3 separate regions of the Mus musculus genome follow, and regions 1 and 2 are each linked to region 3. The links are chromatin contacts, called in public Micro-C and promoter capture Hi-C maps. All regions are on one chromosome and are shown on one strand. Each heading gives the region's core, a stretch centred on a gene start, on an enhancer-like site or on the middle of the called end of the contact. The rest is flanking DNA. Distances are from core to core; before and after follow the strand shown.

Region 1 (3,004 bases), core at 114-2,613, 270 kb before region 3:
AGTTTCTGTCTTTAAAATCTCACCACTGTAATTCTAACTGCGATGTGGCAGGCAAGGGGGCAGAGTTCAAGGCCCTTCTCTGTTCACAAACTGCACTTTTTATCAAGTTGGGGGAAAACCGTCAACTTGTGTGGGTTACAGAGTAAGAACAAAGAGACGTGTTTGAGGTCCCCTGGTCCCCTTCCCAGGAAAAGCCCGCTCAGGCCCCAATCACTAAGGCCAGGATACAAAGAAGAGCAGCACTTGATGGTGGTTCGCGGCGCCCACCAGTCCTGCCACCGCGATGAGGAGAAGGAAGACTCCCACAGCAATGACTCCTCCAATGATGTGAATGCTAGACACCACACCGAGGCCCTTGCCCCAGGCAGCCACGCCAATGAGCAAAAAGCCCACAAGCTGCAAGAAATAGAAAGAATACACTTTATTCAGCCTGATGTGGTGGCTCATACCTGCAACCGCAGCACAGCGAAGTTCCAGGTTAGTCTGTGCTAGCTAGCTCGCTATACAGTGAGACCCGGTCATCGCCAAAGATTTCTAGCAATGCAGCACAGCCCAAGGCTATATTACAAGGGGACGTGGACTTGACAAGCTAAGCGCTTGAGGTGTGCAGTCAGTACTGTTCATCTCTAAGCGCACTTCCCAAGCAACTGGGAATGACTGAGAGAGAGTAGGGCAGGGTAAGTAGGTACCTAACACACAAATGGAAGCCTTGGCGTTGTCTAGTAACTCTAGTTTGGGAAGAAACTGGAGCAGAAAGTGAAGACTGGAACTATAGGCCCTCAGTCTCCAATCCACCCCTGCCCACCACCAAACAAGCCCCCTCATCACCGGAAGTCTATCTATCCTCTTCCACGGAAGTACCCAGGAATTCCCTCTTCGCCGGAAGTTTCTGGGAAGCTTCCCAGAACCCCCAGTACACCCCTCTCCACGCCGGAAGTCCCCTAGAAACTCCCCCATTCTTTCCGCCCCGGAGATTTATCCATTTCCAAAACCTCACCATATAAACCACGTTGAGAGCGCACAGCGCATTCCTGGAACAGGCAAATCCGCCGCAAACCATCTCCCCAGATCTGGGGACCCAAATGGTCCCAAGACTTGTGGGGAGGGTATCGAGGACCGTCTTGTAGGACTCCCAACCGCGTCTATCGCTTTAAATCCAAGCCACCCAAACCAATTCTCTGCGCCTGCACCGTCCCACCCCTGCTTCTGGATTGGTGAAACTCGTGGCTAATCCAAGACATCCAGGACTTCAATGCCAATCAATCTGCATTACGTCACCAGCCTGCCTCCCAGTCTTGCCCTTAGTTTCTTCATTGGAGGAAACTTAAAAAAAAAAAAAAAAGAAGAAGAAGAAGAGGAAGGCGAAAGAAAGAAAGAAACCGAGGCCAGGGTTTCTAGACAGTGTCTTAGAGACCAGAAGCTAACTAAAAAAAAAAAAAAAAAATCTTGGATTCCTGAGTACGGAATTTCGAGACTAGGAACCCGAGGAGATACTCAGGAGACTCAGGTGAACAGAAAAAAGGGGTTTCGTAGAGGTGAGAGGAAGGGGCTCTGCACCTCTAAAGGTAACCCTTTTCCGCCGATTTCCCGTGTTTCCCGATGATCTCACGTTGGTGCCATCGTTTCACTGTTATACTCTGGAACAGTCATACTCTGGAACAGCACGAGGAGCCAAATGCACTATGAAGCCCAGCTAGAGAGGATCCAAGTCGGGCGTAGCATTAGCGGGCAAATCCTCACGCATTTGTTAACTGTGTTTGCTAGTACTCACGTTCCGTTCTGCATCCCTTTCCCTGCAGTGTGGACACGCCAGAAATTCAGGTGGAAACAGTGACTTGAGGCCGGCGCATTCCTGTTCGTGACAAAACCACAGGCACAGACGCTGGTGTGCTCTACATCTTTAGAACACAAACGTGCTGGATCAGGCTTGGCACATGACGCAAAGTGGGGGCGAGTCTGGAATATGAATAAATAAGAGCCTCCATACTGTCTCTTTTTAAATTTTTATTTTTATTTTATGTGCATTGGCGGGTTTGCCTGCATGTATGTCTGTGTGAGGATGTCGTATCCCAGGAAATGTAGTGTACCCCAGGAAATGTAGTTGCAAACAGTTGTAAGCTGCCATGTGGTTGCTGGGAATTGAACCCAGGTCCTCTGGAAGAACAGCCAGTGCTCCTAATCACTGAGCCATCATCTCTCCAGCCCGGAGGCTCAATACTTTCACTCCAGTGGGTGGCTGGTCGATAACGTTATTGCATAAGCGTTTGGATACAGTGCCCTTTTAGTGGAGTGACAAACGACACTACCTTTCTCTTCCTCCTGGGCAAAGAAGCAGCTGTGGTAGGAATGAAGCCAGAGAATGCTCCCATCAGCTCCACACAGTGATTCGAGCCCACGTGTGCTCACACCCTGTGACTGCCAACAGTCTATCCGTGCTGCAGTCAAACTGCATGGGTTTGAACTTTCTGGCTCACCATCTGCACCGGCCAGGTACTTAAATCCCCTATATCTTCTTCATCTGTCAAAGAGGGAAAGACGGCCATGCAACACACCTAGCAATACTTCTTTAACAAATTCAAGATGGTCATGTGGACTAAATGAGTTAGGATATATAAGATGCTTGAATCAGTACCCAGTAGCTAGCAACGCTCAGTTATTACTGTTTAGTCCATTTTTAAAGATTTATTTATTATTATAATTAAGTACACTGTAGCTGTCTTCAGACACACCAGAAGAGAGTGTCAGATCTCATTACGGGTGGTTGTGAGCCACCATGTGGTTGCTGGGATTTGAACTCAGGACCTTCGGAAGAGCAGTCAGTGCTCTTAACTGCTGAGCCATCTCTCCAGCCCCTGTTTAGTCCATTTTTGTGGAGTCCAGTAAATCCAAGCATAACCCCTTTATCTCCAAATTAAAAAAAAAAAGTTCAAAGTTATCCTTCCTAAATCACCCTCAAGAAGATACTCTTGAGTCAGCTCCAAGATTAAGAGCACTTGGCTTCAGT
Region 2 (2,806 bases), core at 82-2,581, 410 kb before region 3:
GTTCCAGCCTCAATTTTCACCACCTCAGTTTTCCAAAATGATCGCCCACTCTGTTCATCCCTCCCCCACCAGCACCACACTCCGTCCTCCCTCCCACTGAGACACCTAGCAGGCTGACCCCCCACCCTGCCTCCAGTTCAAGTCCACCTGCAGCCAAGGCCCCCAGAGGAGCCCTCCTCCCAAAGCCTGCAGGACTCATTATCCAAACTATTCATCCCCAGGTAATTACGCACTGCCTGTGACTCTCTTCTGTTTAGCCTGGAACGGGGCTTTAAAACTGCCTGTGCAGCTTGATCCAACTCCTGCTTCATCACAAGGCTGTCTAACGGCTGTTTCTCCCTCTCCACAGTGCCTAGGAGGTAGACAATAGATGCTAGATGTATGCAATGGTTGATTTTTCTTCCCACATACAGTGTCCTCAAACAGCCAGAGCTGATGAGAATAGTAAGCACCTGTTTTAGAACTCTGGCTAACAGAATTCTCCCACAGGCCAGTTCTCTCCTAGGCCCTCAGGATCCAAAGCAGGCACCCGGGGCTTCAGCCGGTTGCTCTGAGACACTGCTGTCCACAGAGGCTGCTGGCCCACCTCTGAAAGGAGACCCCAGTCCCGCGAGGGTTTCTGACTTGGTGATACGTTTTCCTTGCCTCTCTCTGGTCCCCAGCCCAAGGAACTATCCCAAGTACGGACCAAGGGTAAACCCTGAACTGTGTGACAAGTCCCTAGCTGAGGCCACTCCTGCCCAGCTTGCCCCTGGTCAAAGGCACCCAGGAGAGCCCCTGCCCTTGGGAGAGAAAGAAGACACTGCACCTTTAAGTCTGCAGCCGGTTGAGAAAAACAAGCTGTGATTTATATAAGCGGGAAAATCATGTGATTTGCAGGAACGCTGCCTCCTCCCCGGCCCCCGCCCGTCGCCTTTGAGCCCGTCCCAAAGGGCTGGGGCGCGGCCGGAGCTGGGCTGCAGGGGCGTGGGGTGCGGGCGGGGCGCTGGGCATAAAGCTGCCCCGGGACCTCTGGGTGGCTCTGCCCTGTTTCCGACGCTGGACCTGGGCGGCGGCAGCCCCTCGCGCCGTGGAGTTTGGTCCCCAGATAGCCTCAGGGAGCGCAGACCCCTGGCGCTGCCGCTCCTTCTGCGACCCGACACTGAGGTCGCACAGAACAACCTCGGTCCCCAAGCCAACTCGGCCTGCCCCCATCAAGCCAAAGTGTGGCTTGAGACACCGAAGCTGTTCGCAACTTCTCCCAGAAAAAGGAAAACCCGGGCCCCACACACTGGTTTCTGTGTCCCAAAACACCCAGCAGGGGGCGGGGAAGAGAGAGCATTTTGGGAAATGGTTGGGAAAGGGCATGATGAAAGCCATTCCCACAGCTGAGATTGGTAGGGAACGGGCCACCAGGCCACCAGCTTTCGGGGAGAAAACAAAACAATCCCCTGGTGTGGCCCTTTCAGACAAAACTGAAGAAGAAAGATGTCCTGAGAAATCTTAAAGAGAGGCAGTGTCTCTGTGTGGAGCCCACACCCACGCGCAAGTTCAGTCTGACTGCTCCAAGAACAAGGAAGGGCGTCACTCCTTCGTGGAAAGGGGCGGGCAAGGCCACAATCGCAAGTAGGAGAGAGGACACACATCCAAAACCAAGCCGAAGAGAAGTGGAGGGCTTTCTCGGGAGAAGAGAGAGGGAGGGAAAGACGGGCATCTCTCAGTACATAAACCACAAAGACCGGCTCCCAAAGGACCCCAGAAAGGATGCCATGGTCTTTGAAAAGTAACCAAGGCCAGACATGCACCACAGCCTCTCTATTCTATTTAACTTCCCCCTGGCAGGGGATAGACGACTTTTAGGATCGGTGGCTTCTCCTGCAGAATAAACGCGATGCTAATGAACAACTTGGTGACATACAGATCATGACCTCAGACTCCAGCCTAGGTCAGCCGGAGCCTGCCCTCTGCAGCCAGAGGCCAACTGAGCAAATTTTCTGTACCACGCTCCCACCTCTGCTGTACCCCACGCAGGGTCTTTAGGCTGAGTTCATAAGGCACCCGGTGTCCTGACTGCCACGGGAAGCAGACTCATCCTGGTGAGCAAATGTTTGGGGTTGTTCTATAAAACCCAAAGAAAAACCACAGTAAGTAACAGTATTCCAGAAGGTTCTAGATGTGCACACTTTGCCTTCAAATACTAACGCCATTCATCCAGTGTGTGTGCTTGGCACAGAGCTGGACGGTGGGGGTCCAATGAAAGGGCAGCCCCTCCCTGAGCCTGGATGCTGCCTCACAGAAAGAGGCAAAGAAAGACGTTTCTGTCCTCCCCTGGGCAGCCAGCCCACCCAGGCCCTCCCAGCCCACCCCACCACCCCCAGCAGGTGTTGCCCCCATTCCTGCTCTGTGTGCCTTATGGTTTCTGCCAAGAGCCAATCCTATCAGAAGGCTCTAACTCCCTAGGGTTTGGGCAGTGGTTATAAGAGGTACCCTAAAGATCTCTCCAGAAAGTGAGATCAGAGATGGCAGCCTCCTGATTCCCTCCCCAAATGATAAAGCCAGCAAGTGAGAGTTTGGGGCCCACTTGGATCTCCCCCCCCCCACCTTGTGTTCTCTCCCCACCCCCACCCCACCCTCTGTCTCTCCCTCCCTCCCTCCTCTTCTTCTTCCTCTCTCTCTATTCTCTGGTGTAGCCTTCCAGCATCCAGGACTGCTCCTCTCAAAGCTTCCTGAGCCAAGGATTTGCCCAGCTTACATACAGCTCAACTGCCCTCTGATCTCTGGGGTGCTGAACCCCCTTAGCCCTGCACAGATTCCTCCTGGATCACCC
Region 3 (2,957 bases), core at 259-2,758:
CTCTGGCTGCAGACGGCTCAGCTTCCCCGCCCGCCTGGGGAGCCCAGAAAAGCGAGGGGGGGGGTGAAGGGTGGAACATTCTTCCCTCTCTCAGCGCATCCTGAAAGCAGGCAGTAGCGCCCGGGGGGGGGGGGGAGGCACTATTGGAAAGTGGGGTCCCTATAGTGGAGTGGGAAAAAAGAAACCAGAAACTAAGAGAAAGAAGTGCCTGTGTAAATAAGGTGTGCGCGGAGAGGACACCTTGGATTCCTGGGTATCTCCGCCGGCTTCCTAAGGGTTAACCCCTATAGACCCCCGGGAACCCCCTAGTGACGTCAAGAGTGAGTCGGAGACGTCTGTCCGGCGGGGATGCCCAGAGAGATAATGGAGGGGGGTCCTTCTGAACCCCGCCCCCCTAGGGTAAATCACCCGCGTTCACGAACTTTCTTCCCAGAAGAAAACTGCCCATCTTTTCTCCCCGTACTGGAAGGAAAGACCTATACCATAAAGTCCCTGGTTCTCCGGATGCCCCAAACCCTCGGCCTCTACGGAGTTTCCTTTCCTTGATGCTGTTCCCAAAGCTAACTGTCCTGGGTTGATTGTTTCAGGGTCATGGGGCCTGAAAGAGGATTCAGAGCGGGGAGCAAGGGCAGGCAGGGTGGTCTGAGCCAGAGGAGGGGCCTCGGTCCCCAGATCCCGCTTGGGCGGGGGGCCAACAGGGATACACAAGCTGGCAGTAGCCAGTGGTCCCGCTCTGCCCCAGTAGGGGTCTCCCGGCGCCTGGCTTCAGCTGCCCCGGTGGTCCTGAGGTCAGAGGGTCAAAACAAGGTCTCCCCAGCTCTTCCTCTTCCTCGGGGGCCCTGCCCACAGTCTTTGGGAACTCAGAAGTCCAGAATTCCTAGGGATTTTCTACGGCCTACACCGCATGTTAGGAAACCCACCCAGCCTCCTCCCGAGTCCAAACCCACTCCTTTGCCCCTAAACCCCATGTGCACATCTGTCACAGCCACAGGTCAGGAGTCCAATCCCAGCCCGGCCCTCAGGGGTTCTGTTGCCTGGCACACCGCTACTCCCACCCCACTGAGCGCTCCCTTCTTTTGCGGTGGGTCCCGTCTTAGAAACACTGACGTCTTCCAACGGCGCTCAGAGACGCACCTGGAGTTCCCTCTACCACGCAGACCTCCAGCTGGCCGTCCCAACTGCTTCTTCATCCCAACCTCAAGAAAGGGAGAGATTTCTAGTATGTGGGAGAGGCGCGGACAAAGAGACCTGGGACAGACACAGATTGTCAGAAAAAAAGAAGGGGATGCAGAGAAAAGAAGGCACAAATTAAAGCAAAACAAGAAAACACCCAAACTTCCTAATTGCTCTCCCCAAACTCTCCCAACCCCATATTGCCTCTGAGCCCCAGGTCTCCTTCTGGGATAGGGTGAGTCCCTAGGCGTCAGAGCATCTCCTCAGCCCCTCCCCCATCGCTCCCAGGTGGTCTCCCGCCTGCCCCCCTCTCACCTCCGTCGGGGCGCGGTGCTCGGGATGCGTGGTCCAGGGCTGGAAACTGGGCTGGGGGGGGGGGGAGGTGTGTGGCGGGGAGGGGGGTCACAGGGCCACTGCAGCGCAGCTTCAGTGCCACCCCACCCTCCCAACCTGGCCCCCAGCCCTCCCGCCGGCCCAGCCCGCCGGGCCTCGAGCCGGGACCACCCGCGAGAAGCGCAAACTTTTTTTTTCCCCTTTGCAAAAACTTTTTCTCGCTGTTGCCACCCGCACGCTACGGCTCTTCCCGCTCACTTCCCTCGTATATCCTTCCTTCGGACCGTTCTAGAAGATGAGCTGGGTGGATAGAAGCTAGAGAGGGGGTGCCGGGCTTATGGCACCCCCAGGACCCCCAGGATCCTCCCCCTCCCTTGAGGGACCCTATACTGCCTACTACCCCCCCCCCCGCCCGAACACGCTGCTCTTGGTGGACAGTAAATCCCGGCGCGGATCCCTGGATCGGCTGTCCACGAAGAGGCTCTGAACCAGAGCCAGGAAAACATTGAGGAAAATATTGCGCGGCGGGAGAGGGAGGGGGGAAAGCTCACCCAGAAAGTTAAACCAGAAGCCTCGGTCTTCGGCTTCATTGGTCGTAACTGAGCTTTCCCCATGTCGTGGTCTGTAGGCCAGCCTCACTCTTTGGATGGAACGTGGAGCATTTGGAGAGTTGGGGTTTGGGAGAAAGAAGTTGGGTTGACTGATGTAGAGGAGGGGAGGGGGTGCGACCTATGGAACATGAAGGAAGAACACGGGCTAGAGTTCTAAGTGCAGAATGTGCATTCACAGATCACTGAGGACAGTGGTGCTCTGTGTAGAGTACCTCTCTGGAGAAACTCCGTTCTCCATCTCCAAATTCTGGACGCAGTTGCCACCTCCACACCTCTCTCTTTAAGGCTTTTCGCGCCCTCTGCTGGTCGTCCTAGCACATGGCACCCCTCGGAGTGGAAATGATTGCACTGGCGAACTTAAGGAAATTTGACAGGTTCCTGTCCCCAAAGCCCAATCGGATGCCCAGGGAGCTGCGTGAGCTCAAAGAAACAGAAGGGCACGCCAGGGAAGATTGCGAGCCCCTTGGGTAGTTCGTGATAGGGGAGTACCCTGTCTCTTTGAATCTGTGTTACCATGGTGACTGGACACAGAGAGAGGGCCTCTATTTCAGTTTCCCACCTGAGAAAGACTCAAAAGCATGGCGGGGTGGGGAGAGAGAGTCTTCCCTTAAACAGATCTCTCAGGCCATAGCGCTGTTTTTAAACCACCTTCTTGGCTCTGCAAAGTAAGTGTTTTTTGTTTGTTTGTTTTTTGTTTTTAAATTAAGATGGGCCAAGCAGTGGTGGCATACACCTTTAATCCCAGCACTCGGGAGGCAGAGGCAGGCGGATTTCTGAGTTCGAGGCCAGCCTGGTCTACAGAGTGAGTTCCAGGACAGCCAGGGCTACACAGAGAAACCC

Evidence for each region. Promoter capture Hi-C pulls out the DNA fragments that hold promoters and counts their contacts. A called contact is a pair of places that touch in the nucleus more often than the background predicts.
Region 1: a contact with region 3 is called in a promoter capture Hi-C map of embryonic stem cells, with 2.0 times the contacts expected there. The contact joins the promoter of A730063M14Rik here to the promoter of Gli1 in region 3. A contact is called at or near these places in 11 of 39 promoter capture datasets (the C10 cell line, the HPC-7 cell line, cranial neural crest and 6 more), 4 of 15 datasets of contacts at CTCF or cohesin (CD8 T cells, embryonic stem cells and pro-B cells), 27 of 484 Hi-C or Micro-C datasets (B cells, CD8 T cells, CD8 central memory T cells and 8 more), 17 of 115 datasets of contacts at active chromatin or transcription factors (the 230-238 cell line, CD8 T cells, the SCID.adh cell line and 5 more) and 4 of 9 other capture datasets (adipose tissue, embryonic stem cells, liver and 1 more).
Region 2: a Micro-C map of embryonic stem cells shows a contact between it and region 3, with 1.8 times the contacts expected there. The contact joins the enhancer-like site here to the promoter of Gli1 in region 3. A contact is called at or near these places in 2 of 39 promoter capture datasets (pre-B cells and stem cell-derived epiblast-like cells), 1 of 15 datasets of contacts at CTCF or cohesin (embryonic stem cells), 18 of 484 Hi-C or Micro-C datasets (the Ba/F3 cell line, the G1E-ER4 cell line, the N1E-115 cell line and 3 more), 2 of 115 datasets of contacts at active chromatin or transcription factors (embryonic stem cells and memory CD8 T cells) and 1 of 9 other capture datasets (embryonic stem cells).

The regions. Positions count from the first base shown.
Region 1 is chr10:127,069,118-127,072,121 of GRCm38.p6, forward strand. A730063M14Rik (RIKEN cDNA A730063M14 gene) reads left to right here and starts at 1,364. Exons shown (of 2, transcript NR_040660.1): 1 at 1,364-1,507; 2 at 1,800-1,984. It overlaps Tspan31 (tetraspanin 31), which reads right to left and starts at 1,144. Exons shown (of 6, transcript NM_025982.4): 1 at 998-1,144; 2 at 229-396. The coding sequence starts at 1,060.
Region 2 is chr10:126,927,455-126,930,260 of GRCm38.p6, forward strand. No RefSeq gene overlaps it. Among named protein-coding and RNA genes, the nearest start is that of Gm30456, 6.3 kb to the right of the region's middle. Within about 2 kb of position 1,332, at least 236 of the 459 cell types and tissues checked have an H3K27ac peak or open chromatin away from gene starts, as enhancers often do. A contact at or near this core is called in the N1E-115 cell line and embryonic stem cells, where this site is marked.
Region 3 is chr10:127,340,071-127,343,027 of GRCm38.p6, forward strand. It overlaps Gli1 (GLI-Kruppel family member GLI1), which reads right to left and starts at 1,509. Exons shown (of 13, transcript NM_010296.2): 1 at 1,489-1,509; 2 at 1,135-1,248.